Linked DNA regions of Mus musculus: all the other regions are linked to region 3. Evidence: chromatin contacts called from public Hi-C and promoter capture Hi-C data. All regions are on one chromosome and are shown on one strand. The core of a region is the stretch at or near the end of the contact, and the rest is flanking DNA. Distances in the headings are between cores, read along the strand shown.

The links. Promoter capture Hi-C pulls out the DNA fragments that hold promoters and counts their contacts. A called contact is a pair of places that touch in the nucleus more often than the background predicts.
Region 1: a Hi-C map of B cells shows a contact between it and region 3, with 5 read pairs. The contact joins the promoter of Zfp691 here to the promoter of Rps8 in region 3. A contact is called at or near these places in 2 of 39 promoter capture datasets (frontonasal cranial neural crest and hippocampal neurons) and 1 of 484 Hi-C or Micro-C datasets (B cells).
Region 2: a contact with region 3 is called in a promoter capture Hi-C map of hippocampal neurons, with 2.3 times the contacts expected there. The contact joins the promoter of AU022252 here to the promoter of Rps8 in region 3.
Region 4: a contact with region 3 is called in a promoter capture Hi-C map of hippocampal neurons, with 3 times the contacts expected there. The contact joins the promoter of Ppih here to the promoter of Rps8 in region 3. A contact is called at or near these places in 2 of 39 promoter capture datasets (erythroid cells and hippocampal neurons).
Region 5: a promoter capture Hi-C map of pre-B cells shows a contact between it and region 3, with 3 times the contacts expected there. The contact joins the promoter of Cmpk1 here to the promoter of Rps8 in region 3. A contact is called at or near these places in 3 of 39 promoter capture datasets (cranial neural crest, pre-B cells and second pharyngeal arch cranial neural crest).

Annotation. Positions count from the first base shown.
Region 1 is chr4:119,172,922-119,175,621 of GRCm38.p6, reverse strand. Zfp691 (zinc finger protein 691) reads left to right here and starts at 1,427. Exons shown (of 2, transcript NM_001145936.1): 1 at 1,427-1,484. Ermap (erythroblast membrane-associated protein) reads left to right here. Exons shown (of 13, transcript NM_013848.3): 13 at 1-165.
Region 2 is chr4:119,231,415-119,234,114 of GRCm38.p6, reverse strand. It overlaps AU022252 (expressed sequence AU022252), which reads left to right and starts at 1,391. Exons shown (of 5, transcript NM_001012400.2): 1 at 1,391-1,532; 2 at 1,646-1,761. The coding sequence starts at 1,454. It overlaps P3h1 (prolyl 3-hydroxylase 1), which reads right to left and starts at 1,200. Exons shown (of 15, transcript NM_019783.2): 1 at 685-1,200. The coding sequence starts at 1,158.
Region 3 is chr4:117,154,877-117,157,576 of GRCm38.p6, reverse strand. It overlaps Rps8 (ribosomal protein S8), which reads left to right and starts at 1,445. Exons shown (of 6, transcript NM_009098.2): 1 at 1,445-1,519; 2 at 1,900-2,006; 3 at 2,470-2,569. The coding sequence starts at 1,516. It overlaps Snord55 (small nucleolar RNA, C/D box 55), which reads left to right and starts at 1,729; the gene lies at 1,729-1,806. It overlaps LOC115490046 (a small nucleolar RNA gene), which reads left to right and starts at 2,288; the gene lies at 2,288-2,391.
Region 4 is chr4:119,319,099-119,321,798 of GRCm38.p6, reverse strand. It overlaps Ppih (peptidyl prolyl isomerase H), which reads left to right and starts at 1,276. Exons shown (of 10, transcript NM_028677.4): 1 at 1,276-1,390; 2 at 1,566-1,630; 3 at 1,946-1,969; 4 at 2,235-2,279. The coding sequence starts at 1,325.
Region 5 is chr4:114,985,941-114,988,640 of GRCm38.p6, reverse strand. It overlaps Cmpk1 (cytidine monophosphate (UMP-CMP) kinase 1), which reads left to right and starts at 1,413. Exons shown (of 6, transcript NM_025647.3): 1 at 1,413-1,675. The coding sequence starts at 1,508.

The DNA of each region.
Region 1 (2,700 bases), core at 178-2,677, 2.0 Mb before region 3:
GTACAGTTATGAAATATACCCTTTAATACTTATTGCTTGGTATGTTGTCTTCATTATGAAAGAGGCTGTGGAGAAAACACATTACGGGGTTGGTTTCTGAATAGCTCAGCCACAATTCAAGCAAACTTTAGACATCATTCATAATAAACCCAGTTTTACTCCTGAGTCTGACTTTTGATGTTTTATTTTTATCAATTTATAAACTAATAGTGTGTAATAGATACTTACACGTCACACACATCCTCAGCTCCAAACATAATTGCTTGAGTAGCCAATCCTATTGGCTAACTAACTCATGCTAGTCTTACCTATTGAGAGAATTTACCAATAGAGAATAGAGCTATTTGTAGAAGCAGGAAATGTTTGTCTGTGTGTCTGCCTATTTGTCTGACTGTCTGTCTATCCACTCAGTCCTTATATCCTTACAATAGTTGTGCTAGGAATTTTATAGAGGAGAGAGGTGGGATTATAAAACTTGACCCTCTCTTTTTTCTTTCCTGATTTTGTGTGTGTGTGTGTGTGTGTGTGTGTGTGAGTGTGTGTTCTTGTGTGCAGGTTCTCAAATTGTCCAGAATTGGGCATTGGATCCCTTGGATCTGGAGTTACAGGTGGTTATAAACTACCTGATGTGGGCGCTGGGAATCCAGGTCCCCTGAAAGAGCTGTAAGTGTTCTTAATCACCGGGTCATCACTAGCTCTAAAGCTTTACCAGCTACAAAGACAACCATTGAAAGACCACACAAACAGGAAAAGCTCGTAGTTAGCTTACACATCAACTTTCTTTATCCTCTTTATCTTTCAAGTTCTTAATCTTTATTGTTCTTCAAAATAAAATCTGGGAAAAACAACAACCAGCCAACCAAACAAAAACCATCTCTGGATAACTTACTGGTCTATTATATCCAGATTGATGCGAGACTTTTGGGTTAACAGGATCACATAGGACACAGAAAAAAAAAACCAAAACCTACGTTGGGCCACTGGCCGACCTGGCTGGAGGTCATTCCTTGGGAGAGGACACTTAGCTTCTCGGACAAAGAGATCGAACTACTTTATTTTTAAATTCCTTTCCTGGTACATGTCCTTTTAATTTTAAACTATAAACTTTAAATGAACTGCGAGGTTTCTATCGAGGGCCACCGCTTCAAAAGACAAAAAGAAAAGAAACCTGATGACCTTAGAAGTGATGACAGCTTCACCGCTGAGTTCTGAACTGGGCAAATGTTTTCAGCGAAGCAAACCTCCGAACTACAACTCCCAGCATGCCGCGCACTAAACCAATGTTTATTGGCCGTCCTACTAGGTCTTGTGCAGTGTGACAGTTAGTATAGCCAATAGAGAGGAAGAACGTTCCCAGGATCCAATCCGAACGCTGTGAAGGCGGATCCTCTCTGGGTTCCGGCTCCGGCTCCTTCCCCCGCCCACCGAGGCGCCGCTGTCCCTGACCGAGCCGCGGGAGTGAAGTGGGTCGCGGCTGTGTAGAGGTGACGTGGGGGTTATGGGGGAGGCGAACGCGAGGCACGGGGCGCTTCGAGCCTGGCCCCTTCGCTCTTGCGAAGGCCTTGAAGGCTGATGTTTGGGAAGTTGCTGTTTTGCGAGTCCCAAAGGCCGCCGGGTACCGTGTGTCCCTCCGCTGCGATCACGTCCCCAGTCCTCGGATGACCCAGTCTTACTACCCTCCCTGCCTTACTGTTGGCCTTGGACCACTCCATGCCCCTCCCACACACCGTGTCTTTAGAGTCGCCCCTTGTACTCTTCCAGCTCCAGTCCCAACCTCATGGACATCTCTGAACCCAACTCTCGTCCTTCAGCTTTCCCAGCTGACTCCTCCAGCTTTATCCTCCTTCCCCACTTAACTAGGCTCTTTGGACACTGCTGCAGCCTTTGTCCCCTCTCCCAGGCCACCTCAGATTCTTTGGCTCCTTTGATGATCCGTCTCTGAATCGCTATGTAGCTCCGGTGAGTGCTTCCTTAATTTTTCACACTCTGTCCCCGGTCCTTCCAAGTTACTCCCGGTACCCTTGACTCGAACCCGGATCTAGAACTTTAATCTTTCGGACCCCAGCTTGGTCTCTTCCTTCTAATCCAGGCTCTTGTCCTTCATCGTCTGTGATCACCAAGCCTCATCTTCTTGCCTTGTTCTTAGAACTCATCCCTCCTCCGCACTCTTGCTGGCGACTCTGTGCTGCTGAGCTCCGAGGAAGAAAACCCCACATGCACTAGGTCTCTTCTCCCTCCGATCTTTGTAATGCAAGGTGACTTTGTGTTATTTCCACACTGCCTTTTCAGTCAGGGATGGACTCTCCGTCTCTGCCAGCCTTGGTCCTGCTCATCTGTCTATTTTGCAAGTCATAGTTTAAATTTCACCTCTTCAGTGAAGCTCCCTCCCTGCCCTCTTCAGAGAGGTGCCTTCTCATTTCCTAAGTGCCGTAGCACCGTCTCTACCTCCAGTCCTGGTGGAATGGTTAAAAACCTCAGCTTTGGAGGAATCAACTTGGGCTTCAGTTTTGCCACCTACTGTGTGCTCTTAGGCACGTGACTTGATTTCTCAGAGTTTCAGTTTCATCATTTCTAAAGTAAGTATGAGAAATTAATAGTTGAGCTAGATGTAGCGGCTCATGCCTTCAACCCCAGCACTCGGGAGGCAGAGGTGCTGTAAAAATGAATTGAGATGGTGCATTGGACCGCTTAGCCCTAGGT
Region 2 (2,700 bases), core at 142-2,641, 2.1 Mb before region 3:
TGTAGTCTGCATGAGCAGCCCACCCCCCTAACATGGGACTAATATCATTTACTCAAAGGATACTGTATGTATCAGGGCAAATGAGGCAATAAACAAACGTAAAGTGCTTTAACGGAGTCCTGGAAATATATGTTACCAGTCATCACGGGCAGACAAGGCTGGCGTTCCAAGCCCGCTTATTGACTTGGCCTTAAATCGCTGTGGCATCCCAAAAGACAGTCATTTTCTTAAAAACAAAAAACCCAAAAATACTAGCTAGAGGGTCCTCCACAGGGCGGAGCCAGGCAGCCCCTGCTGGCGACGTGGCAATCCCACGTCCTGAAAGAGCGCTGCTGTTGGATTAGGGAGCAGGGAAAGCATGATTGGAGAACGAACCGGAAGGAAGATGTTGCAGAAGCACTTGGACACTTGCAATGAAGTACTGCTGGGAGACCCTAGCGGCCGCCTCGGTTCCCTCTAGGAGGCCTTCCCAAAAGAAAAAGGTCAGGTTTTTCTTGGCTTGGGCTGTCACTACTGGCTGGACCTTTAGGGTTAGCATCTGCCCATAAGAACCGGGTGAAGCTCCCAAAGTCCGCCAAGAGCTCCCTAGCCAAGAGGTCCCTTGCCTCCCTGCCGTCTCATCCCTGCTCTGCTCCCCAAGTTCCCCAGGTCGCTCCCGGCCACCGGGCTCCGGACCAGTCGCACCTTGAAATAGGCGACCTGCAGGTAGTTGTACGGGCTCCGCTTGTTGAACTCCAGGTCCAGTTCTTCACTCAGCAAGTGGGCAGAGGGCGGCCCGAGGCAGCGGCGTAGGCAGGCGGCACGGCGCAGCACGGCTCCGAAGAAGCGCAGGTCGTGCAGGGCGGCGGCGCCCGGGTCCTGGCTCAGGCTGGGGTCCGGACCGAGATCCAGGTCCGGTGCCCACGGCAGTTCGGTGGCACAGCGTGTGCGGCAGCGCAGGCGGAGGGCACGCAGGGCCGCCCGCGAGCGCAGCGCCCGCTCCATGTTCAGGACCACCCCGGGCCAGTCCCCGCGCGAGTAGGCCGCGGTCCCCTCTGCGTAAAGCAGGTCAGGGGCTGCCACGTCCCATCCCGGCTCAGACTCCGCCGCAACCCGTAAGGCGGCGGCGGCGGCGACCGCTAGCATCGCTGCCAGCAGCCTCCTTTCGCTCACCGCCATGGCCTTGCTCCTCCACTTAACGGGACTGCTCGCCTGGGGCACATTCCAGAGTCCCGCCCCCCACAGAAGCCACGCCCAGAGACGAGCCACGCCCCAAGTCCAGAAGCTCGTGGCAAGGAAACTTGTACCGCCTCTTGCTTTCAACCAATCCAAACACTTACTCTTCGTGAGGCTCCGCCTCTAATCTCATGCGCACAGCTCAATGGACTGAGAACGAGAAAACCCCGCCCACAAGCTGTTGTGCGCCTGCGCTTTAGACTGAGCTCCCTGCGGGTGGTGGGACCGAGGTGCTGTTATGGCGGACCCCGGGGTTCCCGGCCGGTACGAAAGTGGTACGGGAAATCTGGGGGTGAAGGAGGCGGCGGGTCCTGGAGGTAGGTGGGACTGAGTTGCCTGGGTAGGAGGTCGCAGCCGGGTGGCTCTTTCCTGCTGGCTCACGGAAGGCTGAGGGTTTCAACTTACGCCTGTGTTCGGGTGTGTATCGCAGGAGCCCTGGTGGAGCTCACCCCGACCCCCGGCGGCCTGGCTCTGGTGAGCCCCTACCACACCCACCGGGTCGGGGACCCCTTAGACCTCGTGGCGCTCGCCGAGCAGGTGCAGAAGGTGAGGAATAGCCATCTCCGTACTTTACCCTGCCTCTTTGGGCTCGGGACAGCCTGTGAACTCGGCAGTACTGAAGTTACCATTCCATTTCACACGAAGAGGATCACTCTATCCCAATTCCTCTGTTGTTGTTTGTTTTGAGACAGGGCCTTTCTACATAACTCTGGCTGTCATGGAACTCTCTATATTATAGACTAGGCTGGCCTCGAACTGACAGATCCACCTTCCTCCCCCACCCTCCAACCCCAAAACCCTATGCTGGGATTAAATGTATGGCTTCTATACCAAATTCTTAAATAGTCACATTTTATTCTGCTTCCCATAAGGTCTTTATCTGTTACCCAGGAGCTTGTGGAACTTAAATATATGCTCTTTCTTTCCTTTTTAAAAAAACAAAACAAAATAAAACAAAAACTGCTGGGGTTGTAGTTTACTGTTGCCTAGCCCTGAATTTGATTCTTAGCACTACCAAAAACAGCATGCAAAAAGGCACAGGGTAAAATTCCTATTGAAAAAAAGACCACACACAATAAAACTGGAGGTAGTTTCATTTGCTGTATAGCCCAGGTTGGCTTTGAATTCAGCCTCCCAAAGGCTGGGTATTACAAGGGTCGCTGTCACACATGGTGAATTTCAGTGGATACAGTCAGTATTACTATGTCCAGAGCTTAGGCGTCGGTTTCCATAATAGGTAAAATAAAGAAGATATGCAAAATAATGGAAAAGACCGTAGAAGTTTTGACAGATTGGTTTTGATTGTTTCTCTCTGGAGCTCTGGATCTGTAAAATGAGATCTTTGAGGTGGAGAGGCTCATAGGGCTAAGTGGGACTCCAGTTTCCTTCTCTTAGCAAGACTTCCCCTGAAGACTCTTTTACAGTGTCGGAGCCTGGCTGCTTTAAAAGCTTCTAGTGTTCTCTTTCTCTTGTATAAACTAGCTT
Region 3 (2,700 bases), core at 196-2,695:
TCAAGCCAGGCGGTGGTGGTGCACGCCTTTAATCCAGCACTCGGGAGGCAGAGGCAGGTAGATTTCTGAGTTCGAGGCCAGCCTGGTCTACAAAGTGAGTTCCAGGACAGCCAGGGCTATTCAGAGAAACCCTGTCTCAAAAAAACAAAACAAAACAAACAAACAAACAAAAAACCCCAAAAAAACAAACACAACAAAAAAATCGCTTCAAAACTGTAAAATCGTGGGGGGGGGGGGGGCTGGCGAGATGGCTCAGTGGTTAAGAGGGCCGACTGCTCTTCCAAAGGTCCGGAGTTCAAATCCCAGCAACCACATGGTGGCTCACAAACATCCGTAACGAAATCTGATGCCCTCTTCTGGAGTGTCTCAAGACAGCTACAGTGTACTTACATATACTAAATAAATAAATCTTTAAAAAAAAAAAATCGGATACACGCAGTAAAAACCTCAGAATCAAAATTTAAAACATTTGAAGTTAAAGTTTAAAATTCAAAAAGAAATCGGTCAGGTGAGAGGTCCCTTTAAAAGTAGACGTTCACTGACATTCAAGGCGACGTTTAAGTTTAAGAAATAAAATGTACTGACTGAGCTCTCATCTTGTCTGACGCCGGAGCCCCACTGTCCTCTGCTTTGATTTCACTTGGAGGGGTGTCTAGTGCCTCAGTTTCTCCTCAGCCGGCCGCTTGTTCCTCCCACTGAGCAGTAGCTCATTCTTTAGCTCAGGCTAGCCCTCAACTGGTGATAATTCTCTGTCTCAGTGCTGGATTTCAGGTTTGACCCACTGGGCCAGACCAGATTGTCAGATACTTTGGAATTGGAATTTCAGGAACTGTGAGTCGACCTAAGCACTTGATGCTTTTGAAGAGACCCTGAGCACAGTTTGCAGTACCAATCTTTCCAGAACTAAAACTGTTTTTAATTTCCTTTTTGATTGCTAATTGCTGCCATGTAAGAGATACACATGAATTTTGTGTGTTCATATACAGGGTCAAGTCCCCCTGTGAACAGAGCGTTGGAGCTTCTACTACTTCACTTTTCCAATTAGGGCCCTTTACTCTTTTTTCTTTTTTGGTTTTACAAGTTTACAAGGGTTTCTCTGTATAGCCCTGGCTGTCCTAGAACTCACTTTGTAGACCAGGTTGGCCTCAAACTCAGAAATTCGCCTGCCTCTGTCTCCCGAGTGCTGGGATTAAAGGCGTGCGCCACCACGCCCGGTTTAAAAAAAAAAAAAAAAAAAAAAATTTAAAGGACAAAATGTAAGCACAACAGGCAGGCAAGTGTGCCCTATAGCTCAGCTTAAGGAGCCCGCCCTCCAGACCGCCCAAGGTCAAGGGATTTGAGGCGGGGTCCGCGTGAGTTCGCACGCCGCAGGACCCTCCCCTGTGCCAGCGTCCCAGGCTCGCCGCGGCCCCAGGTCCTTCCCGGCAACCGGAAGAGACGTAAAGAAGGCGGGGCTGAGTTTTAGAAACCGGACCGTGAAGCTTTGCGCTTCCTCTTTCCAGCCAGCGCCGAGCGATGGGTGAGTGTTGCTGCGGGCCGGGTCGGGCCGCGGGGGAGCGAGCTCCATCCGTCTCCATCCTGCCTCCCGACGCATGCTCGGCCCGACCATGGGCCACGGGCAGCCGTGGCAAGGGCCTGCGGTGGGCTAGGGCTGTGGAGATCGCTGCGGCCGCCTCCGGGGCTCCGGGCTGCGAGCGGGCCAACATGGCTGCCGCGGGCCGGGCCGCACGCGGATGATGACACCTGGGTATGCTGCACACTCCCGACTGCGTCGTGGGGAAGCCAACCTTGGAGAGCTGAGCGTGCGGGCAGCCCGCGCAGCGCGGGGCTCGGGAGCGGGCTGATTGGCCGGCGGCGAGGCCCGGTTGCTCAGGCTTGCGTCCTCGCTCCCACACACAGGCATCTCTCGGGACAACTGGCACAAGCGCCGCAAGACCGGGGGTAAGCGAAAACCCTACCACAAGAAGCGAAAGTATGAGCTGGGACGGCCCGCTGCCAACACGAAGGTGCGTGCGGGGGTCGGGGGGAGGACGACTGGGAGAGGCTGCCTTCCCCTGCGCTAGAGCGTGTTTGCTGGGGAACACGAGTGGCTGTGATCACCTTTGTAAGGCTCAGGTTTCTCGGTGCTGGCGACTGGACATGGAAGTGTGTCCACGTGCAGGGTCTGTGCACCCTAATCTCCAAGCTTAGGGTCTACTGGAGCCTAGGAGTGGGAGAGCTGCAAGCTTGGTGTGTTCCTTACTGGGGTTCTTCCTGTGTTAGGGGGGGTCTGGCTTTTTCTGGAGGTAACTAGGGTGATGAAAACGTATCCTTAGGCGTGGTTATGGCCGTCTTGGCCACCTGTACACCACTTGCCAATGCAAGGACTTGTCATAGTTACACTGACTGTTACCTCCGTCTGGTTCGGGTTCCTCTCCCAGTCCCCACTCGTTTTGATGACACATGTTCTGGCCTTCTTGTGTTCTCTAGATTGGCCCTCGCCGCATACACACAGTCCGAGTTCGAGGAGGCAATAAGAAGTACCGTGCCCTGAGATTGGATGTGGGGAACTTTTCCTGGGGCTCTGAGTGTAAGTAGGTGTTGAAGTATTTGAATTTGTTCTTGCTGAAAGATCCTGAGGTAGTTGGAGAATTCTTTGCCATATTCTGATCTCTTAACTCCTGCAATGAGAGGTGCTTTCTAGAGAATGTTAAAAAAAGA
Region 4 (2,700 bases), core at 27-2,526, 2.2 Mb before region 3:
AAAACAAAACAAAACAAAAACCAAAAAACCTTAAAGGGTGTAACAACCAGGGCTGGAGAGATGGCTCAGTGGGTAAGAGCACTGACTGCTCTTCCGAAGGTCCTGAGATCAAATCCCAGCAACCACGCCCTCTTCTGGGGTGTCTGAAGACAAGTATAGTGTACTTACATATAAGTATCTTTGGGCCGGAGCAAGCATGAGAGAAGGAAAAGAGGGGGGGGGGGTAGCAACTGAATGCCCTCCAAAACAGAGGCAGAAGGGTACTTGGTAAAAGTGGTATAAGAGAAGCCAGCCTTTACTTCCTGGTCTTTGCTACCAGCAGTGGCAAACAGCATTTTAAATAGGCAAAGCCCCATACGATTTACTAGCCTAGAGACCCATCCCATGGGCAAACAACAATCCCTGAGACTGTTGTGCTTGCAGACAGGAACCTCGCATGGCTGTCCTGAGAGACTCCACCCAGGAGCTGACTCAGGGATGCAGAGACCACAGCCAAACATCCGATGGAGCTTGAGGACTCCTGAGGGCCTCCGAGGGGATTGGAACTCCACAGGAAAACCAAGAGTCAACTATGACCCTTGGGGCTCTCAGAGACTGAACCACCAACCAAAGAGCATAGACAGGCGGGACCTAGCCCCCTCCCACACACACACGGTCTTTCATGTGGGTCCCGAACAACTGGAGTAGGGGCTATCCCAAAAGCTGTTGCCCTGCTGTGGAATTCGTTTCTTCTGCTTGTCTGGACTCAGTGGGAGAGGATGAGGCCAGCCCTGCAGAGACTTGATGTGCTAAGGTGGAGGGAAAACCAGAGGGGGTCTCTACCCTCTCAGAGGAGAAGAGAAGGAGGGGGTGGGGAAACCGGGAGAGGCGGCAGCACTGGGGATGTAAATGTGAATTAAAAAATAAAAAATTTTACAATCATAAGAAAATAAATAAAATTACATTTCCAGCACCCGACTGAGCCAGGCTACAGTAACAAACCATTTTAAAATATGGAAGGTGACTCAGGGATCCTCGGCTCATGAGCTGTGACAGGGGACACCAAGTGTGACTGCTCAGGACATGCTGTCTGCAGAAGATTCATTTCTATTGCACTAATACAGTCATGCAAGTGGGGAGCCCACAGACTTTGACAAAGATGCCTGCGTTTCCTCCCCTCAGCTCCGACCAGCTCAGCCAAACAGTACCATTCCCAACAACCTCAGCGCGCGCCACACTTCCGGGGCGGGGCGCAATCGCGGTCCGTTTCCACTGCGTCTGCGCTCCGGATGAAGTTCGCGGGACCTGCCACCGGAAGCCGGGTTTCTACTTCCGGGTCAAAGCCATGGCGGTGGCAAATTCAAGTCCAGTCAATCCAGTGGTCTTCTTCGATGTCAGCATTGGCGGCCAGGTGAGGTGCGGGCGACCTAGCGGCCCGTGCGGGCTGGTTGGCCTCGGGTAAGGGAGGCAGCCCCTTATAGCCCTCCCGAGACCGGCTGGGCCAGGCGGCGGAGGGAGGTGGGAGCTTTCGAGCTTCGTGGACAGCGGTCGTGAGCTGAGTGTTGCGTCTCCCGTTTCTTCTGCAGGAAGTTGGTCGCATGAAAATCGAGCTCTTTGCAGACGTGGTGCCTAAGACGGCAGAGAACTTTAGGTAAGGATATGCTCCAAGTGAACCAGAGCTGAGCCCGAAGCCGGCCTCCAGTCGGTCTTTGCCATGTCTGCCTCTGTCCATCTATTCATTGCCTTGCAGCTCTGTGGTCTGGGTATTTCACTGGCCAAACAGCTACCGGCTGTGACTGATCCCATATCAACTTCTATCACTAGTCTACCTGCCCTGACATCCGCCCGATCAGTTAGTTGGCGGACATACTGGCCCCAGTGTTTGAACTCTCCTCTCCAGAGATTAGAGGTGCTTCAAGCAGTGATCGTACGAAGGCTAAATCGTTTGCTCTCTCTTTCCCTTTAGGCAATTCTGCACCGGAGAGTTCAGGTCAGTCTCAGATGTGTTTGATTTCTCTGCCTACTCCTGAAGGGGTGCCCTGGATGTTTGGTGAGGGTATTGGAGAACCATGAACAGGTCTTAAGTAATGGAAGATGATATGCAGAGAGAGGGTGACACCTTGAATGGGTTCTTTCTCTCTCTTTTTCCCCCTCCAGATCTTAGTGAGAGCCCTTTTAGCCTCTGGTGTAGCCTAAATGGGAAAGGCCCACCATTGTGTTTCCCCATTCCAAGTCTCTTCCTTCTTTGTTTACAGAAAAGATGGCGTTCCGATAGGATACAAAGGAAGCACCTTCCACAGGTAAGGGAGGTTTTTGGAAAACTGGAAATGCAGTCATTGCTTGGTATCTGTACAGGCAGTCCTGCACACCTGAGTTCAAACTCTGTGAGGCTTACGGCTGTTGTTTTAAATGGCATGTTCGCGGCTGAGGCTGTAGCTCGGTGGTAGAGAATTGGCCCAGCATTCATAAGGCCCTGGATTTGGTACTGAACACCATGAAGCCTATGCACAGCGCCTTAAGTCATCCCTGACTTGGTGGAATGCTGTATTGCAGAAACGATGCCAAGGAAAGCATGCTGTACCCTTTCAGTACCTGTTCAGTACAGGTGCGTGGCCACGTGCTCCCAGAGGTCTAAGCTCAGATCCTTAGGCTGCCACAGCAAGCACTTCACCCACTGACCCATCTCCCTGGCGCCAGTCAGGACTTCAGCAGAGGCTTTGC
Region 5 (2,700 bases), core at 164-2,663, 2.2 Mb after region 3:
AATATAATTTTGTATCGAGCTGTTTGGGTTTCATTATTGTTTTGGAGATGGGAGTCTATGTAGCTCTGGCTGGTCTGGACCTTAAAAGTGTAAACCAGATGAGGGTGGTCTTGAGTTCACAGAGTTCCATCTGCCTTTGCCTCCCAAGTGCTGGGAATACAGTCAGGCTTCAAACCTATCATCTTCCTGCTTCAGCCTTTGACTTCAGGTTTCTTATTTGGGGAGCTGGAATATTGTAGGTCCAAAGCCAAATTATCTATCTTAGCCCCCAATCAACCATTTATTGTTCACCTCTATGTGACCTAACATTCTTGTGACTATTAGGTAAGTCCATTTGTAACATACAAACAGAATCCTAGCTTCCAAACCCAAAGGCTAAGAATGTGATTGTAAGGGTCCATGACTTTTCAAAGAATGACACCCTGGATTCAAAAAGTATGTAAATACAAAGAGTGTTTTATTTTGCAGAAGTTCAGCATGCTGGGGTCTCCCATTACCAAGAAAGACCGAGAAGTGAGCTTGCAGGCCCAATTTAAAGCACACTGGGGGAGTTCTGAGGTAGGTGGGCTTTGTCTTACTCTATCTCTAGTCAAGTGCAGCAGTGAGGAGGAAGGAAGTTTAATCTGTAACTGATTGTGAACCATCCATTGAGATAACTCACTACCTTTGGATCAGCTTGTCTCATCCCTCTCGTCATCATTTGGCATCTGGGGCCAATAACAGTACCAGCTTTGCTAGAAACCATCTCTACCAAGTTATCTGAAAAAAAAATTGCCATGATTCATAGCTTTGTTCTGTTACTATAAAAAACTCCATGAAAATGCTACCACTGCCGACTCCAATTTTCAAAGGTTTGTGTTCATCCAGGCTCAGTTTTCACTCTTTTTCTTCTCTCTTCAGAGTTTTCCCTAATGGCCCGAGTCAGGGTAACAGAGCTAAGCTTAAAGTCTTTCCCTGCGGTTAGAATATAACCTAAGTGCTTTTCCATAACCGACTCAACTCTCCATTAATGACTTTCCATTCCACTTATCCAGCCCTAACCTTCTAACATGCCCTTCTCTCTTGGCGGGTCACTGCATCCAAGTCTCTGCTCTTTTCAGTCCTCAAGTCTTGGTTCCAAGGTCACCTCTTTAGAGGCCTTCTTTGCAAACCTCAAACTGTTCTCATTTTCCTTTGGTTTCCTTCCCAACAATGCCGTTGTTCCTACTGACTCCTGTGCTTGCCTCTTCGGTTAGGCCGCTTCTCTTGGGAAAGGGAAACCCGGGAGATTGAACCACTGGTCTGCCTAAACGTCAATCCAGGTTCTGAAACTGAAATGCCTTGGGTCTCCAGCCACGTTAGGAAGAACCGGAACCGCGAGCGGAAGCTGGCGCAGCGCACGGAGGCCCCGCCCCTTCCTGTCACGGCGGCCGGCAGCTGGCGGCGGGGCCCCGGCGCCCGCTCTGCCCGCCCCCTCCCTGCCGCCCCGCCCGCGCCGCCGCGCCGGCCGCTGTCAGAAGCGCGTTGTATGCTGAGCAGCTGTCGTCGGCTGCTCCCGCACGTCCTGGTCCCGAGCTGCCCGCCGCTGACCCGCACACTGCGGCTCTTCCCTCTCCACCTCATGAAGCCGTTGGTCGTGTTCGTTTTGGGCGGGCCCGGTGCGGGCAAGGGGACCCAGTGCGCGCGCATTGTCGAGGTGAGGCCGTGCGGGAGGGCGACGGAGAGCTCCCGGGCTGAGCGGAGCGGGCCGGGGCCGGAGGGAGCAGCCGCGTTGGCGGCCGCGCCCCTCGCTGTGGGGAGCGGACTACGAGTCCCGACGGCCACCGCGCGCCCGGGCCGAGGGGCGTCGAGTCTACGAGTGCTTTGTTTCCGCGCGCCCTTGCTTCCACTCCTGGGATCCGGGTCTTCTCGCTACATCTCTGGCTGTCAGTCTCCGGCTAACCGGCCTCGAGGAACCCGACCCGGATCTTGTGGTAGTTAAAGTGCCGGATTTGTGAGAGCCCAGGCGCTAACCTTTGGCCCAGCTGACAACTCACGCCCTTTTCCTTGGGCGAGTGAGTCACTCACTCTCAGTGAACCTCAGTTGTCTAAGCAAATAAAAAACTCTGCTCTCCGAGAAAGTAAAACACCACCCAACTATAAAATCCTCTTATCATTTTTTAAATAATGTTTGCTTTAGGACTGCAGAGATGGCTGAACGGGTAAGGGCGCCTACCACCACGTTCCATCCCTGAGACCCACAGAGAACCACAACCCCACTCCCGCGAGTTGTCCTATGATGTTCACTCTAGAGCTCAAGGGTTTGCCCACACAAATAACTAAATACAATTAAAGTTTTGACATAAGTTTACCAGTTCCATTCTTTTAGTATTTGAGGTCAGGGGTGGCATGTACACGGAGAGAGGCAAAGACTTTAAACTCAAGCAGGTATGGGTTCTAGCCCGTGTTAGCTGTAGTGATGGACTGTCTTGTTTTTTCTAGCCCCTATGAGCTGTAATGATGCGGTGAGGAAGGCTTAATGGACTGTCTTGGGCAGTGTTTTAAAGGAAAACAAGACAATCAGAAAGAAATGGCAGGGTTGGGGAAAAACACCCAACATTCACCTTTAAATTGAGTGCTTGATAAAAGGTTTTGACCCAGAACTTGATAATTTCTTCTTTTCCTATAAGCCGTGGCCTATATTTGCTTTGTATTTTTTTCCACGTTCATATATTCAGCTCC